Linked DNA regions of Rattus norvegicus: region 2 is linked to region 1. Evidence: chromatin contacts called from public Hi-C data. All regions are on one chromosome and are shown on one strand. The core of a region is the stretch at or near the end of the contact, and the rest is flanking DNA. Distances in the headings are between cores, read along the strand shown.

The links. Hi-C and Micro-C count contacts between places; a contact is called where the count stands out from the background.
Region 2: a contact with region 1 is called in a Hi-C map of the A7r5 cell line, with 2.9 times the contacts expected there. The contact joins the promoter of Ifit1 here to the enhancer-like site in region 1. A contact is called at or near these places in 9 of 12 Hi-C or Micro-C datasets (the A7r5 cell line, the Rat2 cell line, Schwann cells and 5 more).

Annotation. Positions count from the first base shown.
Region 1 is chr1:241,490,129-241,496,406 of GRCr8, reverse strand. No RefSeq gene overlaps it. Among named protein-coding and RNA genes, the nearest start is that of Ifit2, 22 kb to the left of the region's middle. Within about 2 kb of position 2,481, at least 18 of the 93 cell types and tissues checked have an H3K27ac peak or open chromatin away from gene starts, as enhancers often do. A contact at or near this core is called in the A7r5 cell line and kidney, where this site is marked.
Region 2 is chr1:241,562,134-241,568,411 of GRCr8, reverse strand. It overlaps Ifit1 (interferon-induced protein with tetratricopeptide repeats 1), which reads right to left and starts at 3,215. Exons shown (of 1, transcript NM_020096.1): 1 at 1,150-3,215. The coding sequence starts at 3,215. The coding sequence ends at 1,829. It also overlaps a transcript of Ifit1bl not described here.

The sequences.
Region 1 (6,278 bases), core at 1,232-3,731:
GGTCAGCGGAAATGAAACTAGAACGATAGCTTTCTAATTCCCGACCTTCTTTACTACTGCTGTGTAACAGTCACAGTGTGGAGAGAAACCGATACCTAGAGGAGTTCCTTCTCATGTGCTTCTAGAAGCCGCCTAAGCAGTTTTTGCAAGGCTCTTCCTTCATTCCTCAGGTTACCAGACATTAAAGTCCACGTGGTGGGCAGTAAGGCTGATGGAATGGGGAGAGCAAGAACAGGCTGCTCTGTCTCTAGACCAGGTCCCAGGGCAGCTCCGACCGCCCCCAACATCTCCCGCGAGGCTGAACCTCCATCACGGAGCTAAGCACATACCTGGACCAGAGTGTGGAAATGTTAAAGGGCCCAGAGGAATGAGAGGCAGTTGTAGGTCTGCTGCATCAGAGAAGGGAGCAGGGAGGCGAACACAGTGAGTTAGAAACCACAGAAACGCTTGCTCTCTTCTTCCAAGCATAAAGGCAAAAATGGCCACTTCTTTCTCACTCTCCAAATCGAAGGGCATTCTGGGGAACCACTGAGACTAGCCAGATTGACACATGTAGCCCAGTTTGCTCCTATCCTAACCCAGGCACTGCCCTGCGACCCCTGCAAGTGCCTTCCAAGATAGGATGCCTTTTCACCGTGAAACAGATGTGGAGGAATACAATACATTCTTTATTTCTGGAAGGATGGCCAGGGAAACCAGGCCAGCACTGCACTCTAATAATAGCAGCAGCCTTCAACAAATTAAAGCCTTTCGCATCTGTGAGTGCTCTCTGAGCGAGAACTCCATGAAGCCGTGTCTCAGCAGTGGCCATCTCTCTCTCTCTCTCTCTCTCTCTCTCTCTCTCTCTCTCTCTCTCTCTCTCTCTTTCTCTCTCTCTCTCATCTGAGCCTGCTGCTCTTCCTTTTGTTCCTGGCCAAGGCTCAGCAATCATCTCTTTACTCTACCAGACATCAGTATCAATAAACATGATGGTTGGTTAAATCCATGGGTCAAGATTGAAAATCCTAAGGGACAGACCTCAGTGGAAAGCATTTTTCAAAACAAATAAATATATTCCTTCATATCGAATCAAGATACTATAAACACGTATCTTGGGCTGTTCAGACATCCAGTACAGAAGACTCTCTCTTTCCTTGACTGGTGTGTTACTTTTCCAGGATTGAGCAGGGCAGAGATGTGAACGTCTCGCTTCGTAGAAGTACCAGACACAAAGGTTCCTCAGGCACCGTAGGTAAAGCTGTCCACAAATGACTGACAATGATGATAGCCACATATAGTTATTATTTTCTTCTGAGCATTAGAAACTAAGTTTACTAGCACAAGCAATTGAAGGCAACAAATATGCAGGTATTCTTTAGGAAAATGCAAGACCAGAGACAACCCTTTTTTTTGGTTCTTTTTTTTCGGAGCTGGGGACTGAACCCAGGGCCTTGCGCTTCCTAGGCAAGCGCTCTACCACTGAGCTAAATCCCCAACCCCCAGAGACAACCCTTTATTCTAGAACCCTTTTCATTTTTAAATCAAATTACATCCCAAAGGAAAAATACTGAACTCTTTTAAACAATGACAAAGCAAACAAACAAAACCAACCCCAAACCCCATGTTTGTGATTGTGTGTTTGTGTGTGTACATGTGTGTGTGTTTGTGTGTGTGTTTGTGTATATATGTGTGTATGTGTGTGTTTTTGTGTGTGTTTGTGTGTGTATGTGTGTATGTGTGTGTTTGTGTGTGTTTATGTGTTTGTGTGTGTATTTGTGTGTGTGTGTGTTTGTGTGTGTATGTGTGTGTGTTTGTGTGTGTTTGTGTTTGTGTTTATGTATTTGTGTGTTTGTGTGTGTTTGTGTATGTGTTTGTGTGTGTGTTTGTGGGTGTGTTTGTGTGTGTGTATGTGTCTGTGTGTTTGTATGTGTATATGTGTCTGTGTGTGTATGTCTGTGTGTGTGTTTGTGTATGTGTGTATGTGTCTATCTCTGTGTGTGTCTCTGTATGTGTGTGTTTGTGTATGTGTGTATGTGTCTGTGTGTGTGTCTCTATGTGTGTGTGTGTGTTTTTGTTTGTGTGTGTATTTGTGTGTGTGTGTTTGTGTGTGTATTTGTGTATGTGTGTTTGTGTGTGTATGTGTGTGTTTGTGTTTGTGTGTGTTTGTGTTTGTGTTTATATATTTGTGTGAGTGTTTGTGTGTGTTTGTGTGTGTATGTGTCTCTGTGTGTTTGTATGTGTATATGTGTCTGTGTGTGTATGTCTGTGTGTGTGTTTGTGTATGTGTGTATGTGTCTATCTCTGTGTGTGTCTCTGTATGTGTGTGTTTGTGTATGTGTGTATGTGTCTCTGTGTGTGTGTCTCTATGTGTGTGTGTGTGTGTGTGTGTGTGTGTGTGTGTGTGTGTGTGTGCTTTGCCTAACGATCCTTAGCATACAGTCATGGGTAGTTTAGTAGTCCTCATGTTCCAAGAATCCCAGGAATTTGAACTATGGCCATTATGATGTTCTGGACCCTGTTAAGGGCCAAGTAATAAATCTTCTTCTGGCTGGGTGAGCAACCAGTCCAGACTGCTCTTGTGGCATCAGAGAGCACGTGATCCAATAAAACGTCACTCATAGAAGCAAATAGCAAACAGTAGCTGGCTTTGGGTGGACGTTTGTTAACCTTGTCCTATGACCCTGTGTATTCTTCATGCTCAGATTATCTTGAAGACACGAGGTCCTATCTTCTCCAGCAGGGTCTTTTCAGCCATTGCCTTACTCTTTTGGATAGCACACGTTTCAGGGGACCAAAGTGCTGTAGTTTTTCCTTTTGTTTTCTTGGAGTCTTTGTTGATATTTTACCTAAGTACAAGTGCACTCCAGGCTCACGGCCTCCTGAGCTGTAGCTGCTCTGAAGATGGTGACACCGCTTGCTCTCAGCGCTCCCAAATACCCCCCTCACACAGTATTAATTACACAAGGACACAAATACTTCTGGTGCCTTCCTCAACTCGGAACGGCGCTCCCCAATTTGAGATTCCCAGTCCATACATCTAGCCTTTACCTCTCTTCTTCCTTTAACAACGTTTTGAATCCGGAAAGTATTTTTTAAAAGAATGAAAGAGAAAGAAAGAAGAAAGAGATTCCTTGTGTCTGCTCAACAGAGAGGCACTCTTACGTCAGCTGTCATTTTAAAACACCAAACCAGCAAAACACAGGTGGGAGTGGGAGGGGGAGTGGAGAGACCACTGCACACTAACATGTTAATGGACTTACAGAGTTAAGAGAATGTGGCGCATTAAACAAGTGTCTGTAATTTCCGGTGCACTTCCTTCTCAAATAAACAACCGGGAACGGAAGGAAAGACAGCTGTTTTTGAAAGCCTTTGAGTGAGCTGAGTTTTGAGTTCTGGATAGAAAAGGGCTCAGGATCCAGAGTCCATCCAGCGCCACTAGTGGGCGGCCCAGGGAAACAAAAGTCGGTCCAGCCATATTTAAGAGTGATGACCACTTCTAAGTCTCATCTCGGTGTGCCTTGCTGATGAGTAAAAGAGCAGTAACCGCAGATGCTGGGATTTCCCTTTAGGCAGAATGGTGGCTGGTGAAGGGTGTGTGGCCAGTGACTACTGCTTCGGGCGCGGGCTACTGCTCCTCACAGCCCAGTGTACCTGGTACCCACACTTTGTGGGAGCAACTGCTAGCCCGTTAGGCTACGCATTAAAGATATCTGTGTTTCCTACTTGTTTGCAGCGTTGGTCAGGTGTGTGGCTGGCATACCTGAATCCTTTGGAGGACTCCCCACTGTTTCCTAAAGTGAGCTCCACCTTTCTGGGTCCCCACACCCACACCGCTCAGCTAAGGGTGGGATTCTGCACTCACCCAGGCAACCTGGCTCGTATACTGCTCCCAGCTAGCTTTATACCGGGGTGGTACTCCATCATAATGCTGCTTCCTTCTCACTGGGTCCTGCTACTGTCGCCAGAGGGTGCCCTTCTCCACCGCTTTGAACTTTATTATCCCTAGATACTAAATTTGAGAGTTTGCAGCCAAAGTACTTTCAGAATTGGGAGCGAGTTGATTTTATCCGTTCTTCTATGAAGTTCCCCTGAATTATCCAGCCTCTGGGCTTTGGTGATCCAGCCAAGCTCTAGCATAGACTTCTCCTTGTACAATACAAGACCAGACAGGATCCTTTACTGTACTTTCCTATTTTTAATGTTTGCTGACGTTTCTACCTGAAGTGGATTAATTCGCAGACGGTAACATTCTGGACAGCAGAGATGACACCTAGTTGATTCTTACAGGATGGTTCAACCGTTTCCAGCTCTCTAATGGAGCTAGCATCTTAGCAAGAGGCGTTCTCCTGGATTGAATTCTTGGAAGATCCCTGGGATTTAAATTGAAATTCAACTGGCTTAGGAAATGGCTCAGGGGCTTAAATCACTAGACTTTAAGCCCTAGGATCTGAGTTGGGTCATGAGTTCAATCCCAGGGAAAGTAAAAACAAATTCCTGCAAGTGGTCCTCTGACCTCCATGTGTCACCCTTGACTAAATAAATGAATGGATGGATGGATGGATGGATGGATGATAGATGAATCTAGATAGATAGATAGAATGAAAGATAAATGACATTTAAAGTCCTTTAAAAGAAATGAGGTTCCAAGGCTAAGATGTAGCTCAGTGGCAGAGCTCTGGCCCAAGTCACTGGCTTCTTTCCCTACAACTGAAAAGGAGATAAGGGATGGGGAAGAGAGGGAGAGCTTTAGTAGTGAAATGTCATTCTAACAATCCATCATACTACGCCCTATTGCCCAGCAGTTATATCCTTTCACATATACTTCTGGTCTTGACAGTTTAATTCCTCTCCTAAACTGAGTCTCCTCCCTGCCTCCCTCCCCATCTCACTCCCCCTCCCACTCCCCCTCCTTCCTCTTCAAAGGAAAGGAGACATTTTAATCTACCAGTGGTACTTATAGAGAATAGGGAATCACAGTTCCCAGAGGATCCCTCCAGGTCAAAAATGGACCCAGAACTATCTAGAGTTGCTGGTCCCCGGCCTGTAGGAACAGGGGTCAGTATGTGGAAAAACAGGGGCCTTCCTGTCACTCATAGATCCGGTCCTGTGCGCACAGCTCTTTGGGCTGAAACAACAAGCTGATTTTCTTTTCTGTTCTCTCCACAGAACCATCTCTGCCAACTTGGATGCAAAAGTCTCCTCAGATGGTCCCAGGCTTAGAGTCTGTGGGTTTGGTCTCTCTCTGCACCACCCAGCCTGTCTTCACATCCTTCAGTCCCTCCGAGACCATAGCACCCGTGGCCAACAGTGAGTGTATCTTCTCTGTCATCAAGTATAATGGGATCCAGTAGGGGCTTGTTGGGGAGATCATCAATCACGTTGAACAGAAGGGATACCGCCTTGTGGGTATGAAATTTATGCGGGCTTTTGAGGATCTTCTCAAGGAGCACTACATTGACCTGAAGGATCTTCTCTTCTTTGTAGGATAGTTCTACAGGATCCCTTTCCTGGCAGACAAACCAGATGTTTCCAATCTCATAAGCACAGTTGTATTTATTGTTCCACATCCCCCCACCCCACCCCCTCAAGCCATTCCTCATGGTTTTAAGAGAGGAATGGAATCACCATACTGTAGGGGACAGAGGCAGCTTCCTGTCAAGGGTTCTTAATTTCTTTTTCCCCTGTGGTAAACTGTTTAACCCATAGCAAAATACTTTAACATGGGCGATCTAAGGAGACTCTCACTGAAGCAAGAGAGGCAGGAGGTAGTAGGTATATAGGGCTAATGAGAGCAGAAGTAACAAAATAAGAGGGTAGGTCAGAGGAAAGTCAAATAAAACTGAGGGCAATGGAGTATGGGGAGAATACATTCAAAGTACAGTGATTTGTTCATGAAAATTGCCTTATGTAACCCTGTATAATTCTTTTTAATTAAAATAAGTTTAGTGAGTAGAGAATATATAGAACAAAGCAAAAAGAAAAAAAAAACCATTAAGTCCAAGAAAAGGACATGAGAATGATCACCCTTTGAACATGGTCAATCAGATGCCTAACTAGAGGCCAGGAAGTAAAAGATAAGGCCGGGGTATGTAACTCAGTGGTTAGGAGCACTGGTTGCTCTTCCAGAGGACCTGTGCCCATATGGTGGCTCACACCTGTCTGTAACTTCAGTTCTAGGGTCCTGGCGCCCTCTTCTGGCCCAGGCAAAACTCATACACATCATTGAATAATAATTTAAAAAGAGAGATTTAAAAAGTGAAATTAATAAAAAAAAAGTGAAATTAATTTAAAAAGTGAAA
Region 2 (6,278 bases), core at 1,966-4,465, 71 kb before region 1:
TGTTCTGCTGGCTCTCTTTAGAGGCAGGACTGTGTCACGCTGTCCCTTCCATGGCCATGCGGGACTTGGCATCCTCCAAAATAATCCTGTTTTGATACAGAAAGGTGGGACCTCCCTGTTGTCTTCCAAGATCTTGGCTTCTTAATAAAGCTTTCATGACCCCCCTCGCCCCGCTTTCTTGACTACAATTACTCTAGCATTTCACCCACAGACTCAGCAGGAGTCAACAGTGACATGAATCTTATGTGATGACACTATGTTATCTCCTATGCTTGTATTTAGTAAACAGGTTTTTTTTTTCTTGGCTTATCATGAGTAAATCTGAAAGCAATGTCTGTTGTGTTTCTCAGGTGTTGTGTGAATGACCCAGATTGGCCTATCCCTAGCACCATACTCCACCATTCATAAATATCAAGGGATGATGCTGACATGAATCAAACGTGCAATTTGTGCCATATGAAAGTAAATAATTTATTCCCTATCTTCACACACACACACACACACACACACACACACACACACACACACACATGCACACACGCAGAGGGGGGGACACGCACACACAGAGAGAGAGAGAGAGAGAGAGAGAGAGACAGAGAGAGAGAGAGAGAGAGAGAGAGACAGACAGACAGACAGACACACACACACACACACACACACACAGAGAGAGAGAGAAAAACCACTTGGCAATGTTTATATGCATAAACCTTGTTTTCTTCCATGGCTGCTAGTCATGGCTGAATCAAACATTCATTGATTTTGATGTGTCATGCCTCCTTGTGTTCTAATTTGCTTTCTCATGCTATGGTAAACACCATGTCCAAAAGCAACTTAGGGAAAAATGTTTATTTGACTTTTATGCTTAGAGATCGCAATCCATCACAGAGGAAATTGGGGGATGAAACTCAGGGCAGAAAGTCAAGGCAGGAAATTGGATAGGAATCATGGAGGCATTCTGCTTGCTAGTTCATTCATGGGAACACACACAGTTAGATTTCTTACATAAGCTAAGACCACCTGCCGAAGGCTGGAACCACTCACGGTTGACTGAGTCATACTACAGCAGTCTGGAATCCAGGAGGAAAATGCCTGGTAGCCATTATGATGCAAGCAGCTTTCTTCAGATGACCCTAGGATGTATCAAGCTGGGGATGAAAGATAACCAAGAAACCATGCAAACATAGAGGTGCGTCCTTTACAATGGCACCAGCAGACTCTACCAAATTTGTTACTGTGGTCACTTTCAAGGAATATTTTTAGCATTCAAATATTAAAAGAAGTTACTTATGCAATTTTCAGGCTTTACTACCTAAGAAGAGTTTTCATTTTAATTCTCCAGTAAGCCAAACGTCTTCTTGGTTGTTAATATTTTTCCAGTAAGGTGTGACCTCTTTTGCTTTCAAACTTTCCTCTTTGCTTATTTGTTTTGCTCTGAAATTGTATGGTAATGAGTGTTTCTTGTGACATAAAAAAGAAAAAACAAACAAACAAAGAAAACCGAAACCTTCTTCAGCGAAGGTTTTTTGGTCCAGGACATTGGCAGGTGGAAGATATCTGTTCCAAAGGCACAGACATCAGGGAAAAGGTTCTGATTCTGTAGCTCACAGGAGTCTGGAGCAGCAGGAATCGGTCATGATCTTTAAGTGAGCAGGTGTCCTAGGGATGGAAGTGCCTTCTAGACAGGATCACGAGAGACCATAAAGAAGTCGCAGGAGAAAATGTACTTAGCTACGTGGCATTTCAGCAAGCAGATCTGGGAAAAGAAGTCAGGAGGGAGCATTAGAACACTTAGTTGTGAGTATATTAACTTCACAAAGGTAAGCTGCATTCAAAATGCAGGGTTCATTTCCCCAGAGAGCCTCAGGGCCTTCTCATAGTAAAGCAGGGCCTTCATCTCCTGCCCTTTCAGTTTGAAGACCAGTCCAAGAAGGCTGGTGCTCTCCACAAGCCGGACATTCTGGCGAACACGTCTTTCAGCCACTTTCTCCAAAGCTGTGAGTAGTTTCCTCCAGGCAAAGGACTTCTCTTCTAGTTTTAGACCTTTTAAGTAGTGAGTGATTGCCTTGTCTTCTGACTTCTTATGAAATTGTTGGAAACGGCCGTAGCGGAAATGAATATCCTGCTCTATGTGGGCTACAAGGTTGTTGAGGTTCAGGGCCTCCTGGAAATTTCCCTCTGCTTCTTCATATTGGCCAATTTCTGCCTGCATTTCAGCCATGCAAACGTAAGCCATCTCAAATGTGGGCCTCAGATTCAAAGTCTCTTGAAATTCACAAATGGCCTGATGTGCCAATTCCTGTATATTCTCCTGCCTTCTGGCCTGCCTGTTTCCAGATGTCTTCAGTTGGATCATCTGTTGCTTGTAACAGAGCCCTTTTTGGTAATGTAGGTAGCCAGAGGAAGGTGACGTCTGCAAGGCCCTGTGTAGAAGATGAAGAGCTTCGTTTATGTCACCTTTCCGGCGGAAATACTTGGCTGCGTAGCGAAAGACATAGCTTTGGCAAGATGTGCTGCTGAGGGCTTCTTCAATGTGTGTTTCTGCTTCATCTTGTTCCCCTAAATCCTGAAGCTTTAGAGCAAGGAGAACTTTAAGGTGTGGATCTTCTGGATTTAACCTGACAGCCTTCCTTAGAGGTTCTAGAGAAACATGGTTGTCATCGAAATCTTGGCGATAGGCCACAACTGCATAGCCAGCATTGTACTCAGGGTTTTCTGGGTCCACCTGCAGAGCCTTTGCAAAGCAGGCCATGGCTCGCATATAGTTACTTCCTCCACACTTCAGCAAGGCCCAGCCTTCCTCACAGTCTATCTCAGCACACTCCATCCTGTAGTGGAAGGGACTTGAGAATTCCCTGCAAACATTCTCCACCTTGTCCAGGTAGATCTGGGCTTCTGCCAAGCTGCCCCTGTGGTAATGCACCCAGGCACAGTTGCCCCAGGTCACCAGGCTTCTCTTGCCCAACTGCTCTCCCTCGATCAAGGCTTCAGCCTCTTTCAAGCTCTGCAGGGCTTCCTCCTGCTCACCTTTCAGGTGTCTCACGTAGGCCTGGAGGTTGTGCATCCCCAGTGAGTTCTTGATGTCAAGGAACTGGACCTGCTCTGAGATCCTCACTTCCAAATCAGGTATGTCATTTTTTTCGAAGAGCAGGCCCCATGTGAAGTGACATCTCAGCTGAAGCAGATTCTCCATGACCTGGTCACCATCAGCATTCTCTCTAGGAGGAAGAGGCAGAATGAGTTGTTATTTGAGAAATGGCCAGAAATGGACACTCTTGGTCTTTTATCCAAAGCCTCACACTTACTGTTCCGTTAGAGTCCCTTAATTGTAAACTGACGACTTCAGACAAGGCCGGACATAGATGGCCACAAGGAATACACACACACACACACACACACACACACACACACACACACACACACACACACACAAAGATGACAGACCCTTCTTCTGAGGTTTAGAACTCTAAAAAATGATTTCTTCCTTTCCTACTGTCTTTGAGGACTTTATGTCCACTTGCATGCTGCCTGAGTTGACATACAAATTGGACCTGTCCATTAGCTAAACAACGAATATTGAGAACATGTCACTGTCACTGTAGGGCCTGTTCCTTTCATCTTAGACACAAACAAGGAACTGGTGTGATGTTCTCAAGAAGTAGGCTATCTCGGATCAAGTGGACCTGTTGTCTTCTTTCTGACACTAGGGGCATGATTCTTCTGGGTCTTCTTATTTTGGGGTGATTTAGGTGTGGGGCTTCTAGAGTGTGACAGACCTTAGCTCCCCTCCTCTGTGGTTCAAAGGATTCCCTGCATTTTAAAGATGTCTGTACAAATTGAAAGGCTTTCCTTGTCTCCCTACAGTACAGTTCCAGAGCTTCCCAGGTGTGTATCACTGCATGCCTCAGTGTCATACTTTACCTATCTATGAAATGGGAACAACTTTAGTATCTCCCACTCCTGGTCTTTGGAGGTTTTAGTGAGTATATAAGTATACAATACATGGAATATATTATAAAACCCTATAAGAGTTTCCTATTTTTCTATTGGTGTTCAAGACAAGAGGTAGAATTTAGTCACTCATGTTTTGGGTAGGTATCCAAAAGCAAGCAGCTTTAAATCATGTTCAGGGCTAGAAGTCAAAAGGCTCTTGGTTTTGTTGGTGGTTGTCTCTGCCAGAGGCCATGTATGTCATACTGCATAAACCAGTTGTCTTTGGTTTTGATCTGGTCAGATGGCAAGAGTAGCAAAAGAGAGGTGTGACAACCTGTTAGGTCTTTCCCATAAAGAAGACCATGCTTGGAGTCCTTAAAGGTAGACCAATAAATGGGAAATGACATCTCCTGAATCAGCCAGTTGGACTGAGTAACTCCTGCATCCCCCATTCACTCACCCAGTATATATTATAAATTATATGCGATAGCCCCTATTTTCTGGTCCCAATTCTATTGTAGGAAGTTTGTCTTCTTTTTTCAGTTATGTTCCCTCTTTTAACCCCCTGGGGGGTGGTCTTCTTTATGAAAACTACCTGCTGTGGTTCATGAACATCAGTTTTTTGTACTGTAAGACCAGAATTCAGCATCACTGACTCAAAGAAAGCTTTGTGTGACTGACCAAAATTCTATGAAGTCTCCAAGGTACTCCAACAACATACATGATTTTGAAAACCTAGAATTGGACTCACTATAAACCTAAAGCAATCAACACGATATGGTACTAGCATGAATAGCCCTGAAAGAGAAAAGGGACATACATGTTGCAGGGGTCGGGGACACAAAAAGCCAAGTGTCAAAACACTACATGTATGGCTGCACCTTTTTGCCTAGGCTGCCACAGGAGAATAATATAGACTCAGTGACTTACACAACAGAACTTGGTTTTATCGTAACACAGCAAGTTATAAATCTCAGATCAAACTGCTTGCCTGGTAGCACCTCATCTAGCAATCATTTCTTCCTGACTTGCAGAATGTCACATTCCTGCTCCATTGTCCTGCAGTCTGTCCGGTCCGTGCCATGAACTGAGAACCCTGGATTTGCTTCCTCTTCTTGTAGGAAAGCCTCTCAATTCTGTAACAGGTGCCCTGCCCTCAGGTCTTCAGCTAACTTTAACCTATGTCTATATATTTTTACCTTTCTCTATGTACAAGTACTACTTTTGCAGTTGATTTGGAAGGGGACATAGTTTGAACATTAGTATAGGTTGGCTTAGTGACATAGTTTCTAAGGTGTAGATCTGCTGAAGGCAGTTTCTTTTGGGGATGTTTTAAGTCTCTCATATAAATGACTAAAATAGAGTTGGAAGGAAATGTTAAAGAGAGTTTAGTCATAGTTCAAGACAGAGAATAAACTCACAACAAAACACGGCAAGCAAGCTTTAAATCTTTGCGTCTGTCAGGGGGTCAGGGTTGGAATAGCTTTCTGATTTAGAGATAATCCTGCAAGCCATTACAGTCAGGTCCTGAGAGAGAGAGACTGCCCAGAGTGTCAGTGCCCTGATGTCACACTAAGGGAGCCATGTAGACCAAGACTGAGCCACAAATAGAGTTCCCCACTTTTCTCTCTAGGTCTTGTCTCTTCCTATAGTTGTCGTCTGTGCTCTGTCCTTTGTGTGAGTTTGGGTGGTCTATCCCAGTGACATGTCTAATTGTGTACAGAACCTTAAATGCTTTTGAGGCAGGTTATAATCTTGGTTTCAGTCCTGGCAAAAGTTCAGTCTCATCAAAGGTAAGAGATATTTATTTTCAGAAAACAAGACTTAACCATGTGTCAAGGCATTCTACCTGGTACCTGACAAAGGGAGGCAGGAAAGGGAAAATGAGACGGTGACAAGTTCTCAGCTAACATGGGGAGTGAGAGCCTGGAAGTAGCTACTTTGAGATGAGGACTTTGGGGCTAGAGAAGTACATCTCTTATTAAGGTGATCCATGGAGAGAGGTGCCTTCCATTTTGGGAATCTTACCATCTTTGGAATAGTTTTGAATGCCATTTCTCCAGGAAATAACAATTCTTTTGAAAACCTCACCAAGAAGAGTGCCCAAATGTGAGCCCAACAAGATTGACACCAGACTTAACTATGCACAGAGAACAATGAGCAGCCCAGTAAAGCTTGGAGAGGAGGTCTTCTCCAGGAAAGAGACCAGCCATTGGTTGTCCAACACCAAATGTTGGTTCCTGATCACATACACACAACTAACATTATAAAGACTTAACAGGTTATATTTAGAAATTTATGTGTATGTACATACGTGTGTGTGTGTGTGTGTGTGTGTGTGTGTGTGT